2 separate regions of the Mus musculus genome follow, and region 1 is linked to region 2. Evidence: chromatin contacts called from public Hi-C data. All regions are on one chromosome and are shown on one strand. Each heading gives the region's core, a stretch centred on a gene start, on an enhancer-like site or on the middle of the called end of the contact. The rest is flanking DNA. Distances are from core to core; before and after follow the strand shown.

Region 1 (4,316 bases), core at 215-2,714, 76 kb before region 2:
TTGTGTGGTCTGCATAGGGAGCCATGACCATCTATGCTTCACACTTCCACCTCAGAGAGGGCAAAGGTTCCTTGGTTACGAGTGAAGTCACTTACTGATTGTCCACTGCCCTGTATAGGCCAAGCACTGAACATTTGAGACATGCAGTACACGGCATCTCAAGTATATTAAGTTTAACATATCTGTGGTGAGAGTGCTTGTCTGCAATTATAAAATATTCTCAAGAGGGCTGGGAAGGGAAGGAATGCCTAGCCAGCAATAGACTCTAAAATGTTCTGGGGAAATCGCTTGGTTGTACTGTACACGGAAGGTTTCCTGTCATGTTTAATTCCCTTGTTTCTTGCTCTTTTTCTTAATCTCATTTTCCTTTCAGTGCCAAGCAGAACAATTCCTTGAGCAATCACTCAAAAAGATGTGAGTGAGTGTTTTGGAGACAGGAAGGGAGGGGCTGTTGTTACAGGCTTTGGAAACTGTGCCAACCTGCAAGTGGTGGTTTGTGGTACAGCAATCCAGGCTAAGGACCCCAGGAGAAAGCAGCAGAGGAAAAAGCGTGGGCCGTATCCCCTGGGGTCCCCAGAGTGACCAGTGGGAGATGCTGTCAAAGCTTTTGCCAGCAGAGAACTGGCCACTCCACAAGCCCAATGTCTGTCTATCACAGCCTAGATTAGGCATATGCACTCCACACTGTCCGATAAGCTCAGACGCCTTCATTCTCTCTATGTATCTTTGTGTCTACTACACTATAGGCTTAGGGTGTCTCACTGAAAATCCACTCCCCTACCTCCATGCTACACAGCTTCATTGAAAGTCAGCTGGCCTTCTGAGTTTCACTGCAGTCTCTGGTTATTATACCGAAATCCATTAAACACATAAAATATCTTATTGGAACCTTCAATTAAACCTCAAGCCTCATAAAAGAGAATGGAGTGATTATGCAAAAGTGATCTAATACCGTGCAAAGCCTTGGAAATAATAATGTCAGGCAGAACCTGTCACCTTCTGCTCAGGGAGCTGAAGGCATTGATGTTGTTCTTTCTAACAGAGAAGGCTTAGGCTCTTCCTTAACCATTCCACCTATGTATGTCCAAGTTTCTCCACCTGCGACATGGGGATCAATACACCAGGAGACAGTTGCCATTGCCGTTGTGTAGAGGCCAAGCGGAGGGCGTTCTTCTACCTGTGTGCTCGTGCCTGTGGAGTCCAGAGGAGGAAAGTGAATCCTTTAGAGGTGGACTTACAGGCATTGTGGGTGCTGGGATCTGAACTCTGGTCTGAAAAAGCAGCAGGCACTCTTAACTGCTGAACTATCTCTCCCGTCCTAACTACTAATGGCTATATAACAGTCCATAGAATGGCTGATCCATTGTAGCAGAGGTAAAGGAAGGGAGGGATTAGAGCTGGTGGCCATGACCCAGTTAGGAAATGAGTCACATTGGCATTATTTATAGAGTTCTGGAACACTTAATATTCCTGAGAGGGGGCGGCACTAAAGTGTTCATGACTCAGGTCTTATTTCTTTCAATCCCTCTCAGCATTGCTCCCTAAACTGTGCCCTGCAGGGAACAGTAAGTTCTGTGAGATAGAACAGAAGAAATGAAGCAATCCACCTTTCCTTTCTGTAGCTGCTGAGCTTGGAGGTAAAGCCTGGGAGCTCCCACACATCAGTGTATGAGCACATATGTGCACATATAGGGACATGCACACACATGGCTTTGATAAAGCCACAGCATACAGAGGACGCATCATGCCAGGGAAGTGGCAATGGGCATGCGCTTTGGAGGCAGAACTTACCTCTGACTCTCTTGGGCTAAGCTTACCCTGTAAAAATGAAGTCCTAACCATGAGTCTGATATGTTTGCTGTGCAGGTTAAGTGGAATGATATGAACTGGTTAGGCTTTGAGTATGAAACGTCTCCTGCAGGCTGGTGTGTTGAACCCTTGATCCCTGTTGGTAACACTGTTTTGGGAGGTGGGAGCCTCACTAGAAGAAGCTGTCACTGGTGTGTGTGTGTGAGTGTATGTGAATGTGTGTGTGAGTGTGTATTTGTGAGTGTGTGTGATTGTGTGAGGGTATGTGAGTGTGTGTGTGAGTGTGTATGTATGTGAGTGAGTGAGTGTGTGTGTGTGTGTGAGTGTATGTGTGTACACATGCTGGGAGTGACCTTGGAGGATATAGCTGGCCTCCACCCTCTTCCTCGCTCTGCTTCTTGTCTACCATAAGGAAAACAATTTCCTCTTTGCATCCTCCCATTTTGTGAGTGGAGCTAAGTGACCATGGAGTGAACTCCTTGGGACTCTGAAATAAATATTCACTCCTTTTAAGCTGTTTCATCAGGTCTTTGGTCACAGCGACAAAGAAAGAGGTGAACATATGCACAGAAGTAAAGAATGGGATGTGGCAACATGGCAAACACCAGGCAAACGGTTATCCTTATCGTTATCTTTCCACTCATTTTTGAAAGCAGAGCAGAGGTCACAGTGCCAAGACACTAGTTGGACTGCTGCTCCTTCAATCATAATTGAGGGCAAACTTCTCAGCGCAATCCTGACCCCTTCTGCTTGTTTTCACTAGAGAGAAAAACAGCTACTTGTTGTATGTGACTTCTAGTCAGCAGCAATACTTATGATCCCACATGTATGTTTAAACCCAGGAGTTAGAGAACAGTTCCAGGACACCTAAGTTCTGGCTTGCTTTCTGCCTACATTTCAAACGGTACTGTTGCTTGGTTGGTGCAAGATTCTCTCATCGTAACTACCAGGTATCAGCCACTCACCATCAGTTACATGCCTTTCTATAGGAAGCATGTCTTCGTCTTCACATTGGCCTATAGGTTAGGTATTTTTCTTCTCCCCATTTTATAGATGTGAGGCCTGAAGTACGAAATGATTTACCTATGGCCAAGTGGGCCCAGGACGTGGAATGGAAATTCAAACCTGGTTATCTCTCCAGTCTCCTCTTGCTCTGGCAAACCGTGTCCTGCTCATGGTCTAGTGATGGCCTGAGCTCTGGAGTCATCATAACTTGTAGCATGAACTGATTCGGGCCCATGCTAGCTTTGCTGAGCTATCCCATGCTTCCCACACACCCAGGCTCAATGCCAGCCTCCCGAGCCTCTGTCCTCCTTATTCCCACACCCACTCTTCACAGCAACTAGGCTCAACTCTGGCCTAGCTTGCATCCTCCAGCCTGCTAATGAAGAAAGTGTTGCATGGTTGACATGGAGACGATGAGATAAATCTTACTAGCTCTGGTCCTGCCTGCCTGTCACCTCCCCATCTGTTCTCATCTCTGGCAACCTTTGGCCTCACTGCTGTTTTCTGCCAACTCTTTACTTTCTTCTTTTTGCTAAACAATAGGCTCTGGAATTATGAAAGACCAAGACTGGGGGTGCCCTCCTCTGCTTCTTTCCCTTACCTCCCAGATGGTACTAGACACGAGATTCCCTGGTTATACTCCTGCAAGCCAGGAGGCGCATCTCACCTTTCCTTGGGGGCAGAGGATGAAAGCTGGAAAGCTGTTCATCCATAAATGCTTTTTGGAAAATTAGGCTGAAGGGACTTGCATTCAGACCCACACCAAGACCATAGGGTTGGTAGGCACTGCTGCTGTGGGTTGAATTGTGCCACAGAACAGTTCCTTATTAAGAACAGGGAAGGTGTAAGTAGATAAGAGGAGGTATATCTCAGCTCATTTTCTGTTGTAACAAATGACCAAAGACGACTGGGTGATTTGTAAGGAAGTCTATTTTGACACATGGTTCTGCAGATGAGACATTCCAAGAGAGTGGAGTCAACACTGAAAGAGGGCCTTGTGCCACCTCAGCTCCAAAAAGAAAACATCAAGATGAGCAAGTGGGGGGATGGTGAGAGTTAGAACACCATGAACAGCTTCATTTCATAACCCCTGGGACCCCTCACTCCCCCAAGATCTGCTTACTGTACTCTCAAAGAAAGGCAATACATCCTCTAAGTCACCGGATCTTCTGCAAAACACCATCCTTGCTGTTGAGGGTGATTTGAAGCATCCATCAGAAGTAGACTGGCCCCTAGTTCACTCTGGTGAGAATCTATGAGATCTTGGAAATGTAGACACAATTACCGCTCCAGAGAGAACATCATATAGAGTTGAAGGACCAGAGCAGCACTTCTCTAAGCCAAGGGGATGAGAAGAATCTGGTAACCACGAGAAGCTAGAGGAGGCTCAGGGAGCCAACCCTGCCAGTACCTAGTCTCCTAGACTGTGAGGGAATACATTTCAGTCAGGTAAAACGCCTCACCTGTGGGGTTTTGTTACACTGATCCAACAGACCACTAAG
Region 2 (4,270 bases), core at 1,453-3,952:
TGGAGCTGAGATGAAAGGATGGACCATGTAGAGACTGCCATATCCAGGGATCCACCCCATAATCAGCATCCAAACGCTGACACCATTGCATACACTAGCAAGATTTTATCGAAAGGACCCAGATGTAGCTGTCTCTTGTGAGACTATGCCGGGGCCTAGCAAACACAGAAGTGGATGCTCACAGTCAGCTAATGAATGGATCACAGGGCTCCCAATGAAGGAGCTACAGAAAGTACCCAAGGAGCTAAAGGGATCTGCAACCCTATAGGTGGAACAACATTATGAACTAACCAGTACCCCGGAGCTCTTGACTCTAGCTGCATATGTATCAAAAGATGGCCTAGTCGGCCATCACTGGAAAGAGAGGCCCATTGGACAAGCAAACTTTATATGCCCCAGTACAGGGGAACGCCAGGGCCAAAAAGGGGGAGTGGGTGGGTAGGGGAGTGGGGGTGGGTGGGTATGGGGGACTTTTGGTATAGCATTGGAAATGTAAATGAGCTAAATACCTAATAAAAAATGGGAAAAAAAAAGGAATTATAGCTGTGTATCTACTAACCTCTGCAGACAGACCTGGTTGACATCATGCTAAATAAAAATGATAAGTCTTTAAACATTCCAAGAGACTTTCATATTCTAGGTAATTTTCTATTCAAGGAAATATTCTTTAGTAAAGATAAACAGAATAGTCTCTCAGCACACCCAAACAGAAGCAATGACAGTACACCGTGTACTTTTTTTTTCTTTTTTTTAAACAAAGGCTCATTACCCCCGTTTCCAGGATGACTATGTTCACATGAATAAAAGTCTGGGTTTGGAGAGTGATGTAGCGGGGAGGTGAGAACTCATCTACCACCCACCGCTGCTGTATTACTACCACTGCAAGGTCCAGCACCACGGAGCTGCAGAAACGCACAGCCATAAAGAAGCACTGGGCCATCGCTACACTTACATGTGGTTAGGTCACAACTGGAATATCACAAGCAATCATGACCATGGAGTGTCTGAGGGGCAGGCAAAGTAGATGCCCAGTGGATTTCAGACGGTGATGCTCTACAAGTCTGGACACACCAAATCTAACCAAGGAAAGAGGTTTGTTATCTGTTGAAGGACCCGAGAGAGGCACAAAACCCCAAAGGCCACATGGTAAAGAGATTCGTCTCTGTTGCTTCAAGGAACCAAATATTAGACAAGCAGAAAGGAGTTATGGGGAGGTAGAATTTGATGCTGTGCAAGGAAAGGGGATTGAAGAGTTGGATGGGAGGAGTCTGACTAGAATGAGGTTCCGGATAAGCAGCGTGCACTGTAGAAGTAGGGTCTGCCCCGCCTCAGAGGTGAACGCTTATGAATTCTTTTAGCCTTAGCAGGAATCATATGAAGATTTTTAGAGCAACCTTAGAACTGACAAATTCTATTTCTAGAGATCTGCCTACGTTTTGTGACAAAATCTCACTGAAATTTGAGGTCAGTCCCAACACAACTTTGTGGACAGAGGTATCTTGGGATTTAAAAGCAAAAGCAAAAACAAAAACAAAAAACAAACAAACAAACAAAAACAAAACAAAAAAACCCCTCAAATGTCCACAAATCTGAGATCATTCTAGACTACAAGGAGATCTAGGCCAGCCAGGGTTACACAGTGAGACTGTGTCTCAAAACAGACAAATCAAACCACCTACTTACTCTAGCTGGAAGCTGTCTCCATTGGTCGGGGGCAGCAGTAGGTTCTGTTCCAGGAAATGCAAAGAGGGTTCTTCTTTGGAGGAACCCACTCTCCACTCTGGCCCCAGTGGGCTCCACTGATAAATTCGGAGAAACAGGGCCTCAAGCTAAACCGAGCAAACAGAAACACTGAAGGAACACACCTACAAACAAGGTGCCAGCCACAACCACGAGCAGGCAGGCGCCCAGCTGGGAGAGCCGTGGTGTGCACAAGCGTGCTCACACTACTCGGCGCCAAGCGGTAGCGTCTACACAGCAGAGCTTTAGAACTGCTCTAAGATGATCATATGAGTGTGATTAAAGCCTGATAACGAGCCTCGTCTCGCCAGCATCCGCTATGAGATTGTTCCTCTCTACAGAAAGGCCTTGCTCACACCTGCCTGTGTGTATTTTAAAGCAAATTCGGGATGTTTAGGTTGACACATGTTAAATGTGTTCTAATTCGTAAATCCTAAAAATTTAATTATATTCACGCCACAAAAGCACTGACTTTAAAGAGCATGCATTTCAAGTGTTTCCGTGAACCCTGCAGGAGACAGGCGTCTGCCATAAAGCCACCAGCCACTTCTCACTGCCAAAAGTAACTAGGGGAAAGGTGAGGAGTAAAGCCCATCAGATGGGGCCAAGTTCATCTCTAACCATGTGGCTATGGGCCTAAGTGAAGGGTAGACTTGGGAAAAATGTGGAGGCATCAACTGACCTTTCTGATGTTGAACAGATGCTCTCCCCTTTTCTAGTTGGCTGCCCACAACCTAACGCTGCTTCCTGGGCTCTGTACATGCCAGTGCTAAGGTGTGCAGGCAGAACACATGTATGCCATGCAGAATCATCCAGGAACAGCACCTTTCTCATGGCCCTGGTTTCAATAACCCAGGGTAAAAGGATCTGACGGTGCCAGAGATTCGGGACCCAGCACTGCCTCCCGTGCTCCTTCAGAGAGGTTGGTCATGGTCCACGCACTCCTACACAGCGTTACTCACACAGCTGATGGCCATGAATCAGGGCGATGAATCAGAGCACGCTCCGAAGACTGATGCGATGCTTGGGAGACACACGGTAAAATATAGCTTCCAACCCTCACGAGACCATTCAAGGAACCTTACAGGGAACCCAGCAACCACTCCTAGCTCAACCTCTTCAACTATCCCACCAAATAGGCAGAAAGACAGGGGAGGAGGGAGGGGGTGAACCCCACGGGTACCAGTATGGAAGCAAAACGAACGAACGCCAAGGACTAGAACTCTGTTGTGAGGTGTATGCTAGTAGAATGCCATTTTAACAAAACACGGCTTTTCAAAGTGCTAGTCTCCAAGGTTTGAGGAGTTCACTAACTATCACAAAGGCACCCCAGAAAACGCAACTGTACCCAAACAAAAATCCCATTTCCCTGTAACACAGTTGTCCCAGATCAACTTCTTCAAAGAGTTAAAGGGTGCAGCTAGGAATTGCTTCATGTTTTATGGCTTACAAAGAGTAATGTGAATACCAGCACATCTGGTAGAATAAAGTATAGGAAGCCTTAACACTCACTAAGGCCTCAGGACAAGCATGTAGCCTGAAATAGGATTTTAGGGACATTGTGTACGTGCATAAGCACAGTCCCCCTTCTTATGCCTTTGTGTCATTTATGGCTGGCAGAAGAGCTCAGAACACCTCTCTGTTCAAAAGGACTCTGCAATCAGTAAGCCAGGTGGCCAGCAAGGGAGGCTACAGTGGCACTCAAGGAGGTGGCCAGGGGCAAGGCCTAAGTGCACAATGCAGCAGATGGGTCAGGACCCATGTGTTAGGACACATGCATAAGGACCACAGACACGCGTAAAAATCAGAAAGACCTCCATCCTGCTGCACTGGTAGATAAAATAGACATGAGGCAAGCATAAGAGGTGGGCAAGATGTGGCCAGATGCAGCTTGGTTTAGATGCTGGGTGGTTCCCTGACATCTCTAAGGCATTGAGATTACACTGGTGGGGGAACCACAGGCCAGCAATACTTTAAACTCTCAGACCATTAGGATTTGGATTCAGACTTCACAAGGATTAGCTGAGTAGCTCAGTCTCTAACCTCTAAACCTGACTTGTGGAGCAAGGGTCCTCCCGTCCTGTCTTACCTGCGGATATGCGGGTGTGGAAGGGTGGGGGTGGGGCACCAGGTTCTTGCAGCCTGTTTTCCCAGTGGCCCTTTTGGGAACTCTGACTACCTCTAGAATAAGAAGAGCAGGGCAGAATGAAGTCACCTCTCTTGAAAGAGCAACATTGTAGCGGTTACGACCCTTCCTTGTCCTCTCTTCCTATGCCTCATTAATTCACAGCCAACACGGGAGAGTGCTGAAAACCACTCCGCCAGTTCCTGATGCCCGCCCCACTCACTCTCCTCTTTGCCTGCTTGCCTTGTGGGACTGAGCAACTGCTAGATCCTTGGACTTCCATTCATAGCTGCTGCTGATCACTGTTGTGATCAGTAAGTCATTAACAATTCCCATACTATATAGAGACTACCCATTAGTTCTGTGACTCTAGAGAACCCTGACAGGCTCCTTCTCATCTCTGCC

Evidence for each region. Hi-C and Micro-C count contacts between places; a contact is called where the count stands out from the background.
Region 1: a contact with region 2 is called in a Hi-C map of embryonic fibroblasts, with 1.8 times the contacts expected there. The contact joins two enhancer-like sites. A contact is called at or near these places in 5 of 484 Hi-C or Micro-C datasets (embryonic fibroblasts, myeloid progenitors, natural killer cells and 2 more), 1 of 115 datasets of contacts at active chromatin or transcription factors (CD8 T cells) and 1 of 9 other capture datasets (embryonic stem cells).

Annotation. Positions count from the first base shown.
Region 1 is chr14:48,285,944-48,290,259 of GRCm38.p6, reverse strand. No RefSeq gene overlaps it. Among named protein-coding and RNA genes, the nearest start is that of Gm52144, 82 kb to the right of the region's middle. Within about 2 kb of position 1,464, at least 49 of the 459 cell types and tissues checked have an H3K27ac peak or open chromatin away from gene starts, as enhancers often do. A contact at or near this core is called in embryonic fibroblasts, where this site is marked.
Region 2 is chr14:48,211,468-48,215,737 of GRCm38.p6, reverse strand. The region is part of intron 2 of Peli2 (pellino 2); the gene reads right to left. It also overlaps the pseudogene Gm6498. Among named protein-coding and RNA genes, the nearest start is that of Gm52144, 7.7 kb to the right of the region's middle. Within about 2 kb of position 2,702, at least 30 of the 459 cell types and tissues checked have an H3K27ac peak or open chromatin away from gene starts, as enhancers often do. A contact at or near this core is called in embryonic fibroblasts, where this site is marked.